Regions from separate parts of the Mus musculus genome. Here region 2 is linked to region 1. Evidence: chromatin contacts called from public HiChIP or PLAC-seq data. All regions are on one chromosome and are shown on one strand. Each heading gives the region's core, a stretch centred on a gene start, on an enhancer-like site or on the middle of the called end of the contact. The rest is flanking DNA. Distances are from core to core; before and after follow the strand shown. Region 1 overlaps Aldh16a1 (aldehyde dehydrogenase 16 family, member A1). Region 2 holds the start of Ruvbl2 (RuvB-like protein 2).

The links. HiChIP or PLAC-seq counts read pairs in DNA pulled down with a chosen protein or histone mark.
Region 2: an H3K4me3 HiChIP or PLAC-seq map of bone marrow-derived macrophages shows a contact between it and region 1, with 2.7 times the contacts expected there. The contact joins the promoter of Ruvbl2 here to the enhancer-like site in region 1. A contact is called at or near these places in 18 of 39 promoter capture datasets (the 3T3-L1 cell line, 3T3-L1-derived adipocytes, the C10 cell line and 13 more), 2 of 15 datasets of contacts at CTCF or cohesin (embryonic stem cells and large pre-B cells), 6 of 484 Hi-C or Micro-C datasets (B cells, embryonic stem cells and reprogramming fibroblasts), 21 of 115 datasets of contacts at active chromatin or transcription factors (the 230-238 cell line, the SCID.adh cell line, acute myeloid leukemia and 13 more) and 4 of 9 other capture datasets (adipose tissue, liver, macrophages and 1 more).

What each region holds. Positions count from the first base shown.
Region 1 is chr7:45,139,500-45,143,708 of GRCm38.p6, reverse strand. It overlaps Aldh16a1 (aldehyde dehydrogenase 16 family, member A1), which reads left to right. Exons shown (of 17, transcript NM_145954.2): 15 at 411-596; 16 at 807-929; 17 at 1,607-1,876. The coding sequence ends at 1,768. Among named protein-coding and RNA genes, the nearest start is that of Flt3l, 5.2 kb to the right of the region's middle. Within about 2 kb of position 1,963, at least 27 of the 459 cell types and tissues checked have an H3K27ac peak or open chromatin away from gene starts, as enhancers often do. A contact at or near this core is called in the SCID.adh cell line, bone marrow-derived macrophages and trophoblast stem cells, where this site is marked.
Region 2 is chr7:45,432,763-45,436,971 of GRCm38.p6, reverse strand. Ruvbl2 (RuvB-like protein 2) reads left to right here and starts at 2,508. Exons shown (of 15, transcript NM_011304.3): 1 at 2,508-2,720. The coding sequence starts at 2,709. Gys1 (glycogen synthase 1, muscle) reads right to left here and starts at 2,133. Exons shown (of 16, transcript NM_030678.3): 1 at 1,802-2,133; 2 at 259-440. The coding sequence starts at 1,919.

The DNA of each region.
Region 1 (4,209 bases), core at 714-3,213:
CTCTGAGTACAAGGCCAGCCTGGGCTACTGGGCTACATAGGGAGCCCCTGTCTCAAAACAAACCAGACACAAACAAGTATTGGGATATGATTCAGTGATAGAGCACTTGCCTATCCTAGCTTGGTTGGAGCTGCCTACAATACCTCAAAACAAAGTCTCAGCTACTCCACAGACTGAGGCAAGAGCAGATTCCAGGCCCAGAGGTCCAGAGAGGTTAAGTAACTCACGCTGACCCATAAAGCTATGGAGTGGCCATTGGGCTCCAGAGTTTCAGGCCCTGAACCATCATCCCCTGGTTACACATTATGGAGCTACTCTGGAGCTAGGTACATGTTAAATGTGGGAGAATGGGGCAGGCAAAAGTTCCTCTGGGAACTTGTCCTTGATGTGTCTGTCATCTGTGCCTGTAGGTAACAGGATTGAGAGGCCCTGTGCTCCGGCTTCGAGAACCATTGGGAGTGCTGGCCGTGGTGTGCCCGGATGAGTGGCCCCTGCTGGCTTTTGTGTCACTACTGGCCCCTGCACTGGCCCATGGCAATGCCGTGGTCTTAGTACCCAGTGGGGCATGTCCTCTGCTGGCCTTGGAGGTCTGCCAGGTAAAATTACCTGTTTCCCCTCCTGCCTGCTGCTCCTGGGTCTTCAGGAGCTCAGCTGGCCTCCTCCCTCCTGGGTAGCTATGATAACGAGTCTCAGCATCCCCTCTAAGTCCTATTCCTTGCATGAGCCCCTACAGCCACTGCCAGATGCCCACTCTCCAGCCTGCCCCATTGATGTTCAACCCTGGGTGTTCCACTCTCTCATCCTAGGATATAGCTCCTCTGTTTCCTGCTGGCCTGGTGAGTGTAGTGACAGGGGATCGCGACCACCTGACCCGCTGTCTGGCCTTACATCAGGATGTCCAAGCCCTGTGGTACTTCGGCTCGGCCCAGGTACTTCAGGGTACTTAACCTTCAACAACAGACTTCTGTGCTAGGAGCTTAGGGGATTCTGTGCTCATCCCCTAAGGATCTCTGTTGCTAAGAGGAAGAAATGTCTTGGCAACAGCTGCTGAGGTCCTACCCTGGTACAAGCTCAGTCACAAAGGAAGAGGGTCTTCTATTGGTGGGGAGGGGTCTAGGAGACAGTGTTTTGAGACAGGGTTTCTCTGTGTAGCTCTGGCTGTTCTAGAACTCATTATATAAACCAGGCTGGCCTTGAACTCACAGAGATTTGCTGGCCTCTGCCTCGCAAGTGCTGAGATTAAAGGTGTACAACACTGCTGCTCAAAGGAAGGCAGTCTTCTTCACAAGGGCCCAAAGCCTCCCTTGCCCAAAGACATGGTTTTCGGAAGACCTATTGCTAGGGTATGCACCCTAGCAACATTCCAAGGCTCTACCCTCCTGAGCCACTGTGCTGGATGGGAAGTCCCTGTTGGCAAGAGCCTTGAACTGGGCAAGATGAGGATTCCCTAGATCTACTTCCTCTACATCTAAAAGGAATGTTGGCCAGGATCTAAATGTCCAGCCTTGTCAGGTCTCTAGGGCTTTTACAGGTGTCCGTTGCTAAGGAAGCAGCTGTTTGGCAACTAAACCACTGGCAGTACTAATCACATATCTCTCCGTCCCAGGGCTCCCAGTTTGTGGAATGGGCCTCTGCAGGAAACCTCAAGTCTGTGTGGGTAAACAGGGGCTTCCCAAGGGCCTGGGATGTGGAGGTCCAGGGGGCAGGACAGGAGCTGAGTCTTCACGCAGCACGAACAAAGGCCCTGTGGCTGCCAATGGGGGACTGATGCCGAAGCCACCCACTCCATCTTTGATGCTCAGGAGCACCAAGTGCTTGGAACGTTTCTCTCAGATTTCCCATGGCTTCTAATAAACTGAGTGACTTTAACTGTGCATTTGAGGATGTGGGAACAGTGGCTTCTTCATGTGTGGCCCAGTAGGCAACCCTGGGAGAATACTGTGTTTATGGGATGCATAAAGGGAACTCAGCCCCATCCAGCACTCTTGAGTCAGGAGGCAGAAGAGGGAAGTCCCTGGAAGGCTCTGTCCCCTTTGTAATTGATTCCAGCACTGATGCCTTCCTGTAAGTCCCCTTTCTGAACAAGAAGGTCAGTATCCTAGCACAGCCCTAGTGTGCCAGCCCCAAGCCAGGGGCCACCACTGCTGCCAGGTGCTGAGGGCACAGCTTCGAGGCAAGCCTGGCTTCCTGGAGCTGAAACTCACCAGGTGCTTGCCATCACAGAAGATCTCCATGGGTTTAGCTTTTAGTTTGGTTTTAGGTTTGTGGTTTTGCTTTTTTCCCCCTTCTTTGGTCTTTTTCAGCAAGGTCTTAGGGCACAGCTAATCGCACATCCACTCCTCATGTCTCACCCATGAACCTCCAGGCCTGACGCACTGCTGGCTTGACAATAGAAGCATGGGGGGGAGGTTGTTTTGTTTTTTAGATTTATTTATTTATTTATTTTACAATTGTGAGCCCAATGTCTTTAGACACACCAGAAGAGGGCATCAGATCCTATTGTAGATGGTTGTGAGCCACCATGTAGTTTCTGGGAATTGAACTCAGGACCTCTGGAAGAGCAGTCAGTGCCCCTCGTTTTTGGTTTTTAAAGCAGGATCTCACTGTGTACTCTTGTAGGACTTGTTTGCTTTAAGCCAGGCAGTGATGTTTTAAGCCATTCCTTTAATCCCAGCATTCAGGAGGCAGAGGCAGGTGGATGTCTGAGTTTGAGGCCAGCCTGGTCTATAGAGCAAGTTCCAGGACAGCCAGGTACACAGAGAAACCCTGTCTAAAAAAAAAAAAATAATAATAAGTTTCACGGGAGTTTTGGTTTTTGTTTTGGGGTTTTTGGTGTGTATGTATGTGGCATGCACAAAAGTCAGAAAACGACTTCTGGGATCAGTTTTCTCCTTCACCATGTCAGTTCATGGGATCAACTCAGATGTTTATGCTTGGTAGTCATAACCTATTTTATTAGCTCAGCCATCTCACCCCTGATCTGGAATTCTTGTGATCCACCTGGGATTATATATGTATGGACACGTCCACCCTGTGCTCTTCCTTAGTCTCTGCCAAATCCTGTTTACCATGTGAGGTCATAAAACAAGCCAGAGTGTCTGTTCACCCAGGCTGAGCATGAAGGCCCCAGGCAAGAGAAGTCGAGAAGAGCCGTCAGAATGGCCTAGACTTTAGCAGTAACCCTGATCTGTACTGGTTGACTCACTGCACATTGTCAAGGCCTCCCTCCTTCCCTCTCTCTCTCTCTCTTTCCCTCTCTCTCCCCGGTCTGCTCACTAATGTTGCCCAGTGAACTGGGCTAACAGAGGCTGTCTTAGTCCATTTTCTTTTCTCGTATGTTTTGGTTTGGTGTTCTATTTGCTTGGTTTGGTTTCAAGAACGTGTGTGTGTGTGTGTGTGTGTGTGTGTGTGTGTGTGTGTGTGTGTGTTCCTGGTTGGACTGTGGCACCAGAGATGACCTTGCATTCCCGATCTGCCACTGGGATGACAGCTTGAGCCATCAGGCTCAACTTATTCTTACTCCATCTTCTGAGCTGTAACTGATTATCACAGACTGTCACTTTGTCACTTGCCAAGAATAAAGGTTCCATCACATGGCTGTTGAAGCTGGGAGGGGCCCCATCTGGTTGGCACTTGTGAGGCCTTCTTGGCATGGCAATGGCATGAGAGCTTTTTAGAGACAACAAAGCCTCCTCCCAGTGACCCTGATGGTGTGCTGTTGTGTGTGAGGGTTGCTGCTGCTGTGATGACAATCGTCATGGCAAGCAGCTGGGGGAGGGGAGGGTTTATTTAGCTTACACATTCCAAATCACAGTCCACTAGGAAAGCCATGGTAGGAACTCAAACCTGGCAGAAACCCGGAAGCAGGGACCATGGAGCAGTGCTGCTTGCTGGCTTGCTTCCTGTGGCTTGCTCAGCCTGCTTTCTTACAGCACCCATGACCCCCAGCCCAGGGGTAACACAATTCACCATGGTGGCAGAATCTCTGAGTTAAGGCCAGCCTGGTCTACAGATCAAGTTACAGGATAGCCAAGGTTACACAGAAACCCTGTATCGAGGAAACGGGGTGGGGGTGGGGAGACTAGCCAGAATAGTAGCAGTATGTTTTCTTCTTCTTCTTCTTCTCCTCCTTCTTCTTCTTCTTCTTCTTCTTCTTCTTCTTCTTCTTCTTCTTCTTCTTCTTCTTCTTCTTCTTCTTCTTCTTCTTCT
Region 2 (4,209 bases), core at 1,259-3,758, 290 kb before region 1:
CCTAGCTCCAGCTTGTTTGTAGTCTCTGGGTCTGAGGATCTCTGCTGAGATTCATCTCCATCCATCTGGCCTTTCTGACACCCGGTACCCACTGGCCTACTTCACCAGATCCTATACCCGTCTATCGCTTTCTTCCCTAGGCCTGCTGGGAAAGTTCTGACTACACCTCCTGCCTCCATTCCACCTTCTCTTCACCTCTTGCTAGGGCCCCTGCTGGCAGTTCCCACTCCCACCCCCCTGGGTAGGGCTGTGTCCCACCTTACAACCCTTGCTGTTCATGGAATCCAAAGTCCTCTTCAGTTCCGGAGTTGGGGGCTCCAGGAGCTCTACCTGCGTCCTCACACCCTGCTCCGTGTATGGTCCCACCAGATAGTAGTTGTCACCCCATTCATCCCCTGTCACCTTCGCCTTCGTCTGCAGCACAGTGTAGATGCCACCCACTGTGGGCCAAAGTGCAAAAGGACAGACAACCCCACCATTGGTCCATAGCTTTGAGACCTGGCAGGTAATGGGATGTATGTGGGTAGTATTGGGGTAGAAAATGGGCAGGAACCTATAATTGGGAATCAGGGGAGGTTGGGACTGGAGGGTAGGGGTCGTGGAAAAGCAAACCTGAGGATAGCCCTCTTGAGTTTATGGAGAGAGGGGACTGAAATCAGGATGCTGAGGGAGGAGCAGGCTCCAGTTAGACTCCTGGTCATGACACAGGAAGCACTCTTTAGTCTCCTAATTCTTAGAGAATTAGGAGCAGGAAGGCTCTAAAGCTCTTGACTTTCAGATGCAGTGGGAAAAATGGTACATGGCCCTATCCAGCTACCCAGTTACCTGAGGGAAGCTTGACTTATTATTCCACACCTTCAGGGCCCCTAACGATGCTAGCCCTGGGCTGGGACACAGGGACTGCTGGGCCCTGCTCCTCCTGTGACCCCACCTCAGATTTAGGAATCTGGGTCCTCAGCCTTCTCACCTGAAACTGGTACCCTGGTAGTACACAGCATTGAGTCTGCCATCTCCCAACATGCTGAGAGACCTAGTCTCTTTCTCCCCAGGATCCAGAAAAGGAAATGTTCAGATCCACAAGGCCCAGCTGCTGGGATTCCCAGCCCAGCCTTCTCATGAGCGAGAAGCTAGTGATCTCCCATACATACTGTGGGTGGGTTCCTCCCATCCTAGGGCCCAGCTCCTGACCAACTTAGGACTTCCAGCTTTCCCAGTCCACAGGGAGGGAGGCACCTCACTACATAGGAAGCCAGGACTTAGGCCCTGGGCTCCTTCAAACTCGACATTCAAGTTCCCAACTCTTTCCCACCTTGTATCTAAGAATTTGAGTCTCCAAGCCCCTCTTGGCTTTACACTGGTTCAGGTCCGCTATGCCCCCTGAAAAATCCATGAATCCCAACCTTTAGGAACACCCCAACTCCACAGTCACGTCCTCTGGACCACAGACCCAAAAGCTCCAGTGTTCCTTGGGCTTAGATGCACTAACTCCTTCCACTTTTAGATCTCAGGTCTCTCGGCCCTCGAAAACCTCCCTTCAAGACCCAGGAATCTTTCTCTGAGTGCCCTCTTCCCTAGATTGCAGAACCTGAAGCCTCCTTCCATCTTAAGAGTAGTCTCTTGTCCCTTCCCCCCAGGGCCTAGGACGCCTACTCCAGCCCCTTCACAAGGACACAGAAGTCACAGGCGCTTTTCCCAGGACCCAAGACTCCTCCACGTAACTCTTTTCCCGTCTGAAACGGAGTTTCGGGGCCCCATCCTCGCCTGCCCTTCTTGGTCAAGGGACCAACGCTGACGTTCTCACCCTTGTTGGCCACCTCCCAGGCCACCTCGAAAAGCACTGCGTTCTCGGGGTCGAATTCATCCTCCCAGTCTTCCAATCCTGGAAGCGAGGACACAGAGAGACTGCGGCTGAGAGGCATGGCTACTGCGGGCAGGGGACTTCGAGCACCAAAACTGGAAACCAGAGAGATCGGCTGGGAACGCAGCAGACTTGGTGACCGGTAGAGTTAGCGGGTGTCCCAGGGGAAGCTTGCAAGGCGCTCCGCTTCCTATTGCACGACCGCACCCCCGCCCCAGAGCGCTCCGACTCAGGTAGGGTGAGCTGAGACACTGAATCGGGCGGGCAGCTGCAGTGAAGCCTCGTGGCCGCCAGGAGGCACTGCCCACCCTGCTGGTCTAGCACGATTGGTCGGCGGCTGGGGGGCGGGGGCTATTGCGTCTACTTATTGGCGGATAGAATCCAGTTTCCTTGGCCAGAGGCTCCTGGGGAGCTGCGGGGGCGGGGCTTGTTTCTACGCAGCATGGAAGTGATTGGTGAACAGAGCTGTCAATCTCAGCTGTAGGCCCAATTTGGTGAGGAAGGTTGGACAGAGAGGGAAGGGATCGTGGAGGACGTGTGGTTGCTACAAAATGTGCTCAGAATTTTGCAATCGGACTTAGCAGTTGCAGGGCGGGGGGGAAGGAGGGGGGAGGAGGCTAGGTAAGAGGAGGAGGAGCAAGAGACGTCAGGAACCCACCCGGGATTCAGAACACCGGCTTTCCAATTTAGCCTCGCGGGCTGGGCGCGGCCTAGTGTACGCCCCCTACAGGAATTTTATATATCTTATGGGCCATAGAGATGACTGGATGACCGGGAGCCTAGAGAGGATAAAGACCGCGCTCCTAGCCGATTTCCGTTTCCGCTGAGGCATTGGCGGTTGGTGTGCATCATGGCAACCGTGGTAAGTGTTGGGTGCATGTGGAGGACCGACAATGACCCTTCTTAGAGAGTCTGAAGGAGGGAGCTGGAGAGGACTCTTGTATCTGAGGGAGGAGTGATAAGGAAGATGCCTGGTTTGACGGAGGAGGTCTGGGGAGTACTCCCGAGTCAGAGGGAGGATGCTGAGGACACCGAGTCTGAGCAATGGATACAGAGGAGAATGCATGTGTCTAAAGGAAGAGAGCAGAGGAGAATGCATGAATCTGACGGAAGGGGGCTGAGGAAGTCGCCAAGGAGGGCTTGGGAGGACACATGGATCTGTGGGAAGTGTTGGGAGGAGAGGATACCAGGGTCTGAGGGAAGCAGGCTGGTGTGTGCACCTTTGTGTTTGAGGTAGGCAGGCTAGAGCCTGAATCCCTAGATCGGAGGGACGATCACAGTGGATGAGGCCTGGTTTGGAGGAGGAGGAGGGCTAGGGAGGGTGCCTGGGCCTAATAGAAGAGGGCTGGACCTGGACTCCTGGATGTGGAGGAAGTGTATTGACCACTGAGGAAGGAGCTTCATTGTGGCTTTAGAAGCTAGTAGAGAAGGCAACAATGTATTCAGAATCCTAGATGTCAGGCATGGTAGTGAAAGCCTGCACTTGGGAGGCAGAGGCAGGTGGATCTCTGTGAGTCTGAGGATAGCCTGGTCTACAGAGCCAGTTCCAGGACAGCCAAGGGTTACACAGAGAAACAACAACAGAAAGAATCCTGGGTCTGATGGAAGAGTCATGTAGACACTCAGATTTCTCTGTGAATGAGTGACTAGCCAGAGCCTGGAGTGACAGAGTCGTGGTTCATCCCACAATGCGTTCTGGAAACTTCGTCTGCCTCTTGATGTAGTCAGTGACCAGTTCCAAAGTCTCATCCCAGTGTCCTGCGAGGTCTGAGACTGGTACCCTGGTCTTCTGGGGAAGATTAGTAAGTGGGAAGTTGTGTTGTGTGCTTGAGAGCACAGGTCACAGGAAAGTGTGTCCGAAGCCAGGAGTGTGACAGTGAGGAAGAGAAATAGAGTCTGGGTTCAGAGCATGGGGTCTTGTCCAGAGACTGTATTTTTCAGAACCTCACCTAGGGCACGTGTCTGTGCCATCGCACAGTTAGTTGAATGTTACAGTGAGCGAATAAAGCCCAGGAAGTGAGACCGGGCATATTGGGCCTGGCACTAGCTCCTCAGACTTCCCAGTGAAGAAATCTTGTGGCCTTGTGGTGTCCTTGATTCTGGGGTTGGGCCCAGGCAAGTTGTAGGGAGGTCAGTGGCGTCTGTTGCTGTTACCATGGTGAGGAAGGGCCTGCCTTTGCTTGCCTGTGTGTGACAGTAGTTTGGGGGTCTCATGCTCCTGCAGTCCACACAATCTCCTACAAAAAGAGGAAGGTGAAGGCTCCCACAGCAAGAGACAGGCAGTAAATGGTCCTGGGCTGTGGGCTATCCTGGAAGGCCTTGTTCCATTCCAGGAGGAGGCATCCTGAGCT